2 separate regions of the Neogale vison genome follow, and region 2 is linked to region 1. Evidence: chromatin contacts called from public Hi-C data. All regions are on one chromosome and are shown on one strand. Each heading gives the region's core, a stretch centred on a gene start, on an enhancer-like site or on the middle of the called end of the contact. The rest is flanking DNA. Distances are from core to core; before and after follow the strand shown. Region 1 has its middle 4.2 kb from the start of OSR1. Region 2 has its middle 130 kb from the start of NT5C1B.

Region 1 (4,395 bases), core at 729-3,228:
GTGGAACGCCTGACAGAGAGTAGAATGGTGGTTACCAGGGGCAGGGGCTGGTGGAGAGAGAGCTGGGGAGATGTTATTTAAGGGTACAAACTTGCTATCAGTCTAAGTTCTAGAGAGCTACGACACAATATGGTGATTATAGGTCAATACCACATTATAAACTTCAAAGATGCTAAGAGACTAGACTGTAAGCATTCTCATCACCCACAAAAATGATAATTATACGGAGTGACAGAAGCGTTAGCGCTCTGGTGGTAATCGTATTGCAATCTGTAAATGTATCAAACCAACACCTTATGCACCTTAAGCTTACACATTGTTGTGTGTCAGTTACTTCTCAACAAAAAATTAAAAAAAAAATTTAAACATGCAGCTTTGACGCCAAGGAAAAGAGAGGGTCCTGCTATAATATTCTGTGAAGGAATTCGGATGGAAAGTCCTCCACAGAGGACTGGACTCTAATGGCTTGGGAGGAGGGGCAGAGGTAGGAAGTATGACGTGTTTCATGGTTGGGGTGAGGGGGAAAGGATCCACAGAAGCAGACTCCCTCTCCTCATTCCCATGGTTCTTAAGAAAGCCAGAACCAGAACCCGGGGAGCGACCACAGACTGACCAGCCATGGAGCGGGAAGGGTGGGCGCAGGGGTCCTGCTCTCCTCACCCAGCTGGCAACCTGGAGGCCAACTGGAAGGTCGGAGAAGAAAGAAAAGCTTCACAGATCCTGGCTCATCGTTTTTCCCAGGACCAGAAACTAATGGTGGTAGATAGTTGCCAAGGATTTCGGATTATTTAAAAAGAAAACAAAACAAAAACTCACAAATCTGGTTTTGGAGCAGGGAAAACCAGAAACCCCGTGGCGAAAGGGAATTCCTCTTTTGTTTGTTCCTTGGAGGCGCAAGAGTGTGCGTGGTTTTAAAGAGGGAAAGGCGAATTTCGTGACTCCCGTAAGAAAACTTAAGGGGGGAAAACCCACTTGTGGGTAAGATTCAATAGAACTGGATGTGGGAGTTTGGGAGGAACGGGTACCGGCAGATGCCACTTGCTCGCCAGCAGGTGGCGCGTTTTCTTTAGGATTGCTTCCCCGACTCTCTGGATAAAACTTCGGGGCCAGACCAGCTCTGAGTCCCTTCGCCGGAAATCGCTATGCAGATAATAACCCTCCCGTGTCTGGAAATGTTTAATTACCGCGAACGTTGATTCCTCCAGCGCCAACCGTCGCCGATGCAGCCTGTTAAAGACGCAGCGCCGCGGGTAGGGTAAGGTAATTCTCTTCCTCAGGGTTTCCCCCTGACGGTACAGAATTCAGTTAAAATAACTTTTCTTCATCATCCTCAGTTTGATTAGACACTGCTTCGTTCCTAATACATTGATTTCCACCTTTGGAGAAGAGGAAAAGTTCAGTAGTCTTAGAAGGTAGATGGGTTAAGTGTCTAAAATAATTCTGACAACTCGTATTTGTACAAAAAGTGTAAACTCGCTAGACCTTTTACACAGATTTTACACTTGCTCCTCACAATTCAATGCATCATCATCATTTCATTTTGCAGATGATGGTATGCCCCGGATTCGTGCAATTTCACATGAATATTCGTGCTTCACCCCTATTCTTCTTATATACCGGGGATAGATACATGCATATGTGTCGTGTTACACTTAGTAAGGTGACAGATAGTTACAGGATACTTACGGACTCATAAAGAACTTACGAAACGGGAACTGCCTAGAAAAACAGTTCACTTTCCCTTTCAGTTTTGATACTGTAACTTGTCTGTTGCTGTCACAATAAACACCCGCTCTTGGGTTCACCTGAGATCTATTCTCCGAAGACTCTAGAATTGTTTGTCCGTTATCAGAGTGTGTTATCTATACAAGTGTGTGTGGATGTCCTGTGTTACCTACCTCCCCTGCTTAACCACCCTCCCCACCAAGCTGGATTTTGACCTGATTGATCGTAATGGTTCCAGAGGAACTGTTGAGCCATTACAATCCATCATCTAAATGATTACAGAGGGATACCTAAATCTCCAGGTTATTTGAAAGCTCTGGGAGGGGGGCTCAAATGAGCAGAGCCCCAATTGTCCACAAAGTAGTTACAGGGGAGGCTTGCTTTGGAAGCAAAAACTCACAAGTGCTAAGTAAATTCCTTTCTTAAAAATGAGGTCATTTTTGTGTGACTGGGGAGTAGGGAGAAGTGGGGTTCTTTTTTTAAATCCAAAACACCCCAAAGCAACAGGGGCCACGTTCTAGTTAATTTTCTGGAAGCTGTTCAATTTTCACTCCGAAGACAGGCTGGGGCTCTTTCCTTCCCAGTAAGCAGGGGTTGGGAGAGGAGCTAGGATTGGGGCAGGGAGACCAACGGAGGCTGTCATTACCTCAATTGTGCCCGGAAAAGTTGGCGCGAGGGCTCGCTGCGGGGCTGGAAGCCATGCGGTCAAACACCCGGTGGCTCGGCAGCCCTGGCTATTGATTGATCCTCGCTGGACCCCACCAGCACTGGCGGGGTGTAACCCGGACCTGGAGGCCTGGCCGCTAGTGTGGGGACCTTTCCCCAAGGATGCTCAGTTCCAACGGAGACTGAGACCCCTTGGGCGCCCTCGGTTCCGCCCTGCTGGCGGTGGGCGGGCAGGAGAATCCGAGGGAGCCCTGGCGGGGTCTGCGGGCCGGTCTAGTGTCGGCGGGAGCCTGGAGGCTCGAAGTGAGCAGAAGCTGCAGCCGCGGGTTGGCCGGGTCCGCTGGCCACCGGGGAATGGGATGGATGTCCAGACAGGAGTTGCGGCACCTGCAATGCGTTCTGGGGCCATAGGAGGGGTTGGGTTCCAGATTCGGAGGACGTTTACTAAATTCCAAACATAATGTCCTTGTGAGTCCTAAATGAATCTGACCTTCCTAAGAAGCAACATGGAAGCCCTTAGGTGTCCTGGGTCCTGCCCTCCTCAAACCCGACAAGTCTGAGTCGGGGTGGCCCTAGTACTTCCACCTGCTTTAGGCTGATGGGTTTCTCCTAAATAGTCTGTGGGGGAGGGAATCCTCTGCTGTTCACCCTTGAATGAAGGGCAGAGGGGTTCTTAGCTTTCTGGGCTGCTTCTGCTCATCCTCCTCAGAGGAAACCAGAACCTGATTGGCTTCCAGGGGAGACTGAGTCCATGGTTTGTGGGTCACCCCCTTGGGAATTTGGATTGGGGTGCAGGACTCTTCGGTAACTAGCAAATCTTTTGTTTCATTTCTGAGGTTTCTGGGGTTGTTCAAAGTCAGAGCAACGTTCTAAGTGCTACTCCTACAAGGAGTATCTTCCAAGCCAGGTGTCTGAAACAGGTCCCAGCTGTGCCAGAGTCCCACAGCTCTCACCTTGTCTTGTCCTACCTTGCAGACCAGCTCCAGGGAGGCAGACAGAAGGCCTCTGGGAAGCAAAGCCAGAGCTGTTGGGCCATACGGAGCCAGCAGCCAGCTCCTACCTTGCATTCCCATCTTGCCCTACAGCTGCTTAATTCCAAGATTTGGCCTGAGTCCAAATCAGTTTTCCAGATACCCTGAAAAAAGTGACATCAGACAACCCAGTTGCATGGTCCTTTCTTTAGAATCCCTAAAGACACTCTCCCCAAGAGCTCTTCAGGGATCCTACTACCTGGAGATTTCTACAAGTCCTTGAAGAGTGTTGGCCAAGGGCCCTGATTCAGAAGTGGAAAGATGGGAGAAACACAGATACACTATGTGTTCTGAGCAAGAGATGGGGTTTGTACCCCTGGGAGGCTCCATCCCACCTGAATGTCCTCTTCTGAGCAGACATTTCTTAAGCAATCTGGACAGCCAGAGGGCCAGCTGTGAGGGCCTCTCTTGGATGCTTTCATGGCTGCTAATGGAGCTTCATGAGCTTTGTCTCCTAGGAGAGACTGAGACTGGTTATAGTTGAATTCCCTGGACCCAGGTGGAAGCGAGTTCAATGCAGGAATGCCCTGCTGGACTTCCTTCCAGTCCTTCCCCTGCTCTTGGAACTTGCTGCCTTGGCATCTCAGGGAAGGGAGTGATCTCAACTCCTTTCTGCTCCCAAGGGGCCCCTCCCTGGCCAGAATGTCGCCCCATACTGGCAGCTGCTAGGATTCCAACTGCAGAGCAAACTCAAGTGGGTCCCTGAATCAGCACTAACCTGTGGTGGGGGATGAGTGCAGTCCCTTGGGGGTGAAAGCTGTACCCCTTCTTCCTCCCCACCCAAGTCAAATTTACTGAGGGGCTGGAGGCCAGGTTCTTTCCTAAAAGCCTATGGATAAGACAAGGGTCTTCTCCAACTGTGTCTTTTGGGGACATTTCCACTATTCTTTCCCTAGGTCAGATAATGACACCCTAAAAATGTCACACCAGACTTGCAGAATGAAGCTGGACAAAGTACCATTTCCTCTCCAGA
Region 2 (4,395 bases), core at 1,198-3,697, 550 kb after region 1:
GAACACCACTGGGGCAATGCTGCCATGAGCTCCCTGGTAGATCTTTGTAGCGACAGTCCCCAATTCATCACCGTCCTACTACCCATGTCTTTGTACATTCCTCTTCCATTTCCATTCTGAGTTTGGTCTCACGGTCCATTTTGTCCAGTGAGACACCAGCAAAAAACAAGCAGAGGTTTGATAAGGGTCTACACACTGGGGACCTGCCCTTTTGGATCTCTGCCCTGAGATCTTCAAGGTGAGAAGAAGTCTGGAGTAAAAGCCAAGCAGACAGAAGGAGAGGCCCAGCCATGGTGGCTGAGAAGGTGAGCCCGGCCTCCAGCCAACTAGCAGATGGATGTGGCTGCATAAGCGAGCCCATGAGAGTGCAGCAAAACTTCTCAAGCAGAGGAAGAACTGTGAGGAAGAGCAAATCGCTGTAGTTTTAAGTCACTGAATTTTGGGGTGTTCTGCCACACAGCAAACAGGTAACTGATACACACAGTTATATTTCAAAGTGAAGCAGGGGACCAAGAATCAGGACACTTGACCTCTATTCAGAACTCTGTTCTCTGCCTCAGTTTCCTAATATATAGAAAGAGGAAGTTAGACTAGATAATGTCTAATGGGTGTTTTAGCTTGAATACCCTGTTAAATGCAAAAGGAATGTGGCCCACGTACACGTACTATTATTTAGGCACTCATTTGACCCCACATGTCAGGGCGTGAGCTCAACATATATCTTGCAGGTGAAAAAAGAGAGCTCCACTTGAGAATTGGCAAATCTGGCTCCCAGTCCCCTAGGCGGACTTCGCCCAGATGTTAGAATGGAAGTATCTGAGTCTGGAGTGTGATTCTTTGCAAAATAAAAGGTGAGGCAGTGGCCCATGGGTCACAGACTCTCGGCCTCCTCACTTTTCCGGGCTCAATGGATCTGTCAGCAGCAGTATGACCCTGAGCTTTCTGAGCGACAGGGTTTGTGTTTACAGTGCATGGGACAGAAGAGCAACAAAAACCACCCCCATTCCCCACCAAGCTTGCTTGCTGTCCGGGAGGAACAGGAGTGTGGGATCACACTTTGTTTATTTGTGGTTCTTTTAAGTGATGTCCAGAGACCCACATTTCATGCTTGTTTGAAAGTGTATATGTAACTGGGGAAGCTGTTAAACAGCAGTTTGCTTTCACTCCAGCTCTTCACTTACTTAGTTATATGCCAGCATGAAGTTCATTGAGCCATAATTCTTCACTGTGCCCTAAGATGGCCAGCCCTTGAGGCTGTCAGAGAGAAATCTGCATCTCAAATTGATAAATATTTTCCAGGACATTATATTTGGTTGCTTATATTTCAATTACCATGAGCTTTTTGTTTATTTTTTCAAAAGCTTTCTTTGATTGGTAATATGACTTACAAAAAAAAAAAAAGAGGGAAGAAAGAAAAATATCTATTTCAGAGAGAGGAAAAAAATACAAGTCATCCCAAAGTAAACCGAACTAAATTCCTTGAAAGTGCTGAAAACTGCTTTAGGATGTACAGATTCTAAAAAGTGAGAGAAAAGTAGTAATTCATAATCACTGCAAAGGTTTAATGTAATGCAGAAAAGTTTAGTTTAATTAGAGAGAAAAATCAAATAAGCTTAATAAAAAACATGTTTTTGCTATTTTGCATTGTGTATATTGGCAACAGCCAAAAAAAAAAAAAAAGCAACCAAAAAAACCTCTGTAAAGATAAATGCAATTTTAAATCAAGTGAAAACAAACCAGAAAGCTAGATGAAGATGACACCTCAAAGAAATGCTGCCTTCGCCACTCTTCTAAGAGAACTGACAACTGCGATCTACGAGCAACATTTTCTGGCTTGCAAAATGTTCCAAAATGCGCAGGCAGTGCAAGTGGTCTAACTCCTGGCACAACACCCACCAGGCGTTCGCTCAGAGATGAGGCCTTTTCCTTTGACTTCCTGGAGTGTTTCTGGGCAACACAATGAAGGCAAAAGCAGGATGACTTTGGAGGCCTTCTGTGGCAGGAAACTGCTGGCTTGAAACCTATCTTTTCACTCATCTCTCCTGTTCAGCTCTGTGCTCTGTAATTGGCAAAAGGGGTGGTGGGGGGGGGCTGGTACAAGGAAAGCCAAGTGGTTTCGGTCCATGAGAAAGCTGAGTTTTGCTCAGGGCCCTGAGCCACCTCTACCTTGCTCCCAGGAAAATGCCCACCAAAGACAGCCTCAAAAATCTGGATAGTTGTGGTCACTTCCTTGGCCACATTCTCATGTTCATTTTTGTAACCATCACTAGTAATCAGTCTTAAGAGATAAAAGTTTATTTAGAAACTCAGTCAGCAAGTTAACTGTGGTTTAAAGTGAATGGCTCCCTCTTCTCTCATTTTAGCCAGAGATTTACACCCCTTCCAAGTCGGCCCAGGTCTTATTTCTGTAACTGCACTAGAGAGTGGCTTGAGGTTGCCTCTTACAATAACAAACTCTATTTATACCTTGTAGGGCTGGGCCCAGGCAGTTAAAGCAACTTAGATCGAAACAGGCACCTAGAAAGCAGGAGCAGGCAGCATGGAGAGGCTTTAACCAAGACTCTCCCTCCTTTAAATAAGATAGCTTGGGCATTCTGACCATTCAGACCTCAGAGCTAATCTGTAATCCCACAGGACCTCCACATACTCTGGGTTCTGAGTTGTTTTAGGCATGAAGTCTCTTGAAATGTGGGCACAGTCTTATTACAAAGCATCTACTGTTAGGGACCCAAGAAACAGACAGAAATCCTTTTTCTGCTGTTGCTGCTGATCCTGATAGAAACAGGCATTATAACATATACCTCCGTGTCAGTCTTTATTCAAAGAAATCCCTCCCCCAATTCCAGATGTTGTACTGGAATTTGAATGTTGTACGCACATTGTTGTCACATACATAATACATATTAATATATTTTAACATGGGGTTATCAACCGTTATTCCTTTTCCTTATCAACATTCTTATCTTACCTAAATCCAGAATGTAGAAGAATAATTAATACAATGCATACATTTACAATGGAGCTTAGATAAGGTATCCTTGGCTTCATTCTCAATTAAAATGTCAAAGGTTAAGTAAATTGACATCTCCAGAGGAAGATGAACTACACTTCAATTTCATCTAGAATTGTAATACCAGCTCTTTCTGTAAAACAGCAGTTACAAAAATTTTTTCTCCACAAGCTGTTAAATGGCGCCCCCTTCCTGTCAGTGATGAATTGACAAAAAAGAATTAAATTGCATTTTAGCATCTCAAATTATTAGGGTCATATGGATTCCTCAGACACAATTTCATGTAGGGTCCTTCATCAGACATACAAAAAAGATTGCGATCCAGGCAACAAAAGAATCTTGTCACTTTAGTGAATTAGTTAAAAATATTTTCAGTAGATACTGTGCTAATCATGGGAGATAAATTCTGGTCCTGACTCTCAAGGAACTCAGAATCTCATAAGGAAGACTATAAGTAAACCAAGTAATACAATACAGGTCAACAAGTACTATATTTGATATGTGTACCAAGTGCTGTGATAAAAATAATAAGTTTGCCAGTGTAATTTAATGAGGGCTTCTTAGAGAAGGTAACGAGTAAGGTAGATAAGGAGAGATGTTAACTGTTGACAAAGCATACAAAGCAGGAAGAGAATGAATTCTGAGCAACCCAAATGGAATTTTAAACTCTTGACGGTCTGAAAGGGTGTAACAGAATGAGGACTGGGGACTTTAGGGTGGCAGCTGTGTAAGAACAATGTGGGTAAGTCAAAGAAGAAGGAATTAGGGATACATTCTAAAGACCTGATATGTCAAGCTGTGAAGTTTAGACTTCAGTCTAAAGGGGACAGGAGCCACAGAAAAGCTGTTAAATAGTGTAGTATGCACTGTTATTTTTCACCTCACCCCCTTTGATAACCTGGCCAATTACATATCTGTAGAACAATATTCACTGGCTTCTAAGTCTATGTTAAACCTTCCAGTATTTCAGAGGGATATTCTTTGCTCTACTTAGCCACCATATGAAAATGTTACAAATCCACAGCAGGAACAAAGCAGAAATAGTAGGATATGATCTATTGTTCTGGTGAGTCTTTGTACAAAAAAAAAAAAAAAAAAAAAAAGGTGAAAAGAGTATATATCATGGGATCTTTTGTGTAAAAAAAAGGAAGAGAAATTAGAAAACATATAAAAATATTATTATTATTGTATAAGGAAACATGGAGCAATTAACATAAACACTAAAATCTTGTACCTGCCATGGGAGCAACAGGAATGGAGGGGTAGTAATAATCCTCTGAGTACATACCTTTGTAGAGTTTAAATTTTGGAGCATAATAAATGTTCTATATTTTCAAAACTAAAATTCATGGGGGCGCCTGGGTGGCTCAGTGGGTTAAAGCCTC

The links. A called contact is a pair of places that touch in the nucleus more often than the background predicts.
Region 2: a Hi-C map of fibroblasts shows a contact between it and region 1, with 13 times the contacts expected there. The contact joins two enhancer-like sites. A contact is called at or near these places in 2 of 3 Hi-C or Micro-C datasets (fibroblasts and muscle).

Annotation. Positions count from the first base shown.
Region 1 is chr8:129,825,708-129,830,102 of ASM_NN_V1, forward strand. No RefSeq gene overlaps it. Among named protein-coding and RNA genes, the nearest start is that of OSR1, 4.2 kb to the right of the region's middle. Within about 2 kb of position 1,979, the one cell type or tissue checked has open chromatin away from gene starts, as enhancers often do. A contact at or near this core is called in fibroblasts, where this site is marked.
Region 2 is chr8:130,374,379-130,378,773 of ASM_NN_V1, forward strand. No RefSeq gene overlaps it. Among named protein-coding and RNA genes, the nearest start is that of NT5C1B, 130 kb to the right of the region's middle. Within about 2 kb of position 2,448, the one cell type or tissue checked has open chromatin away from gene starts, as enhancers often do. A contact at or near this core is called in fibroblasts, where this site is marked.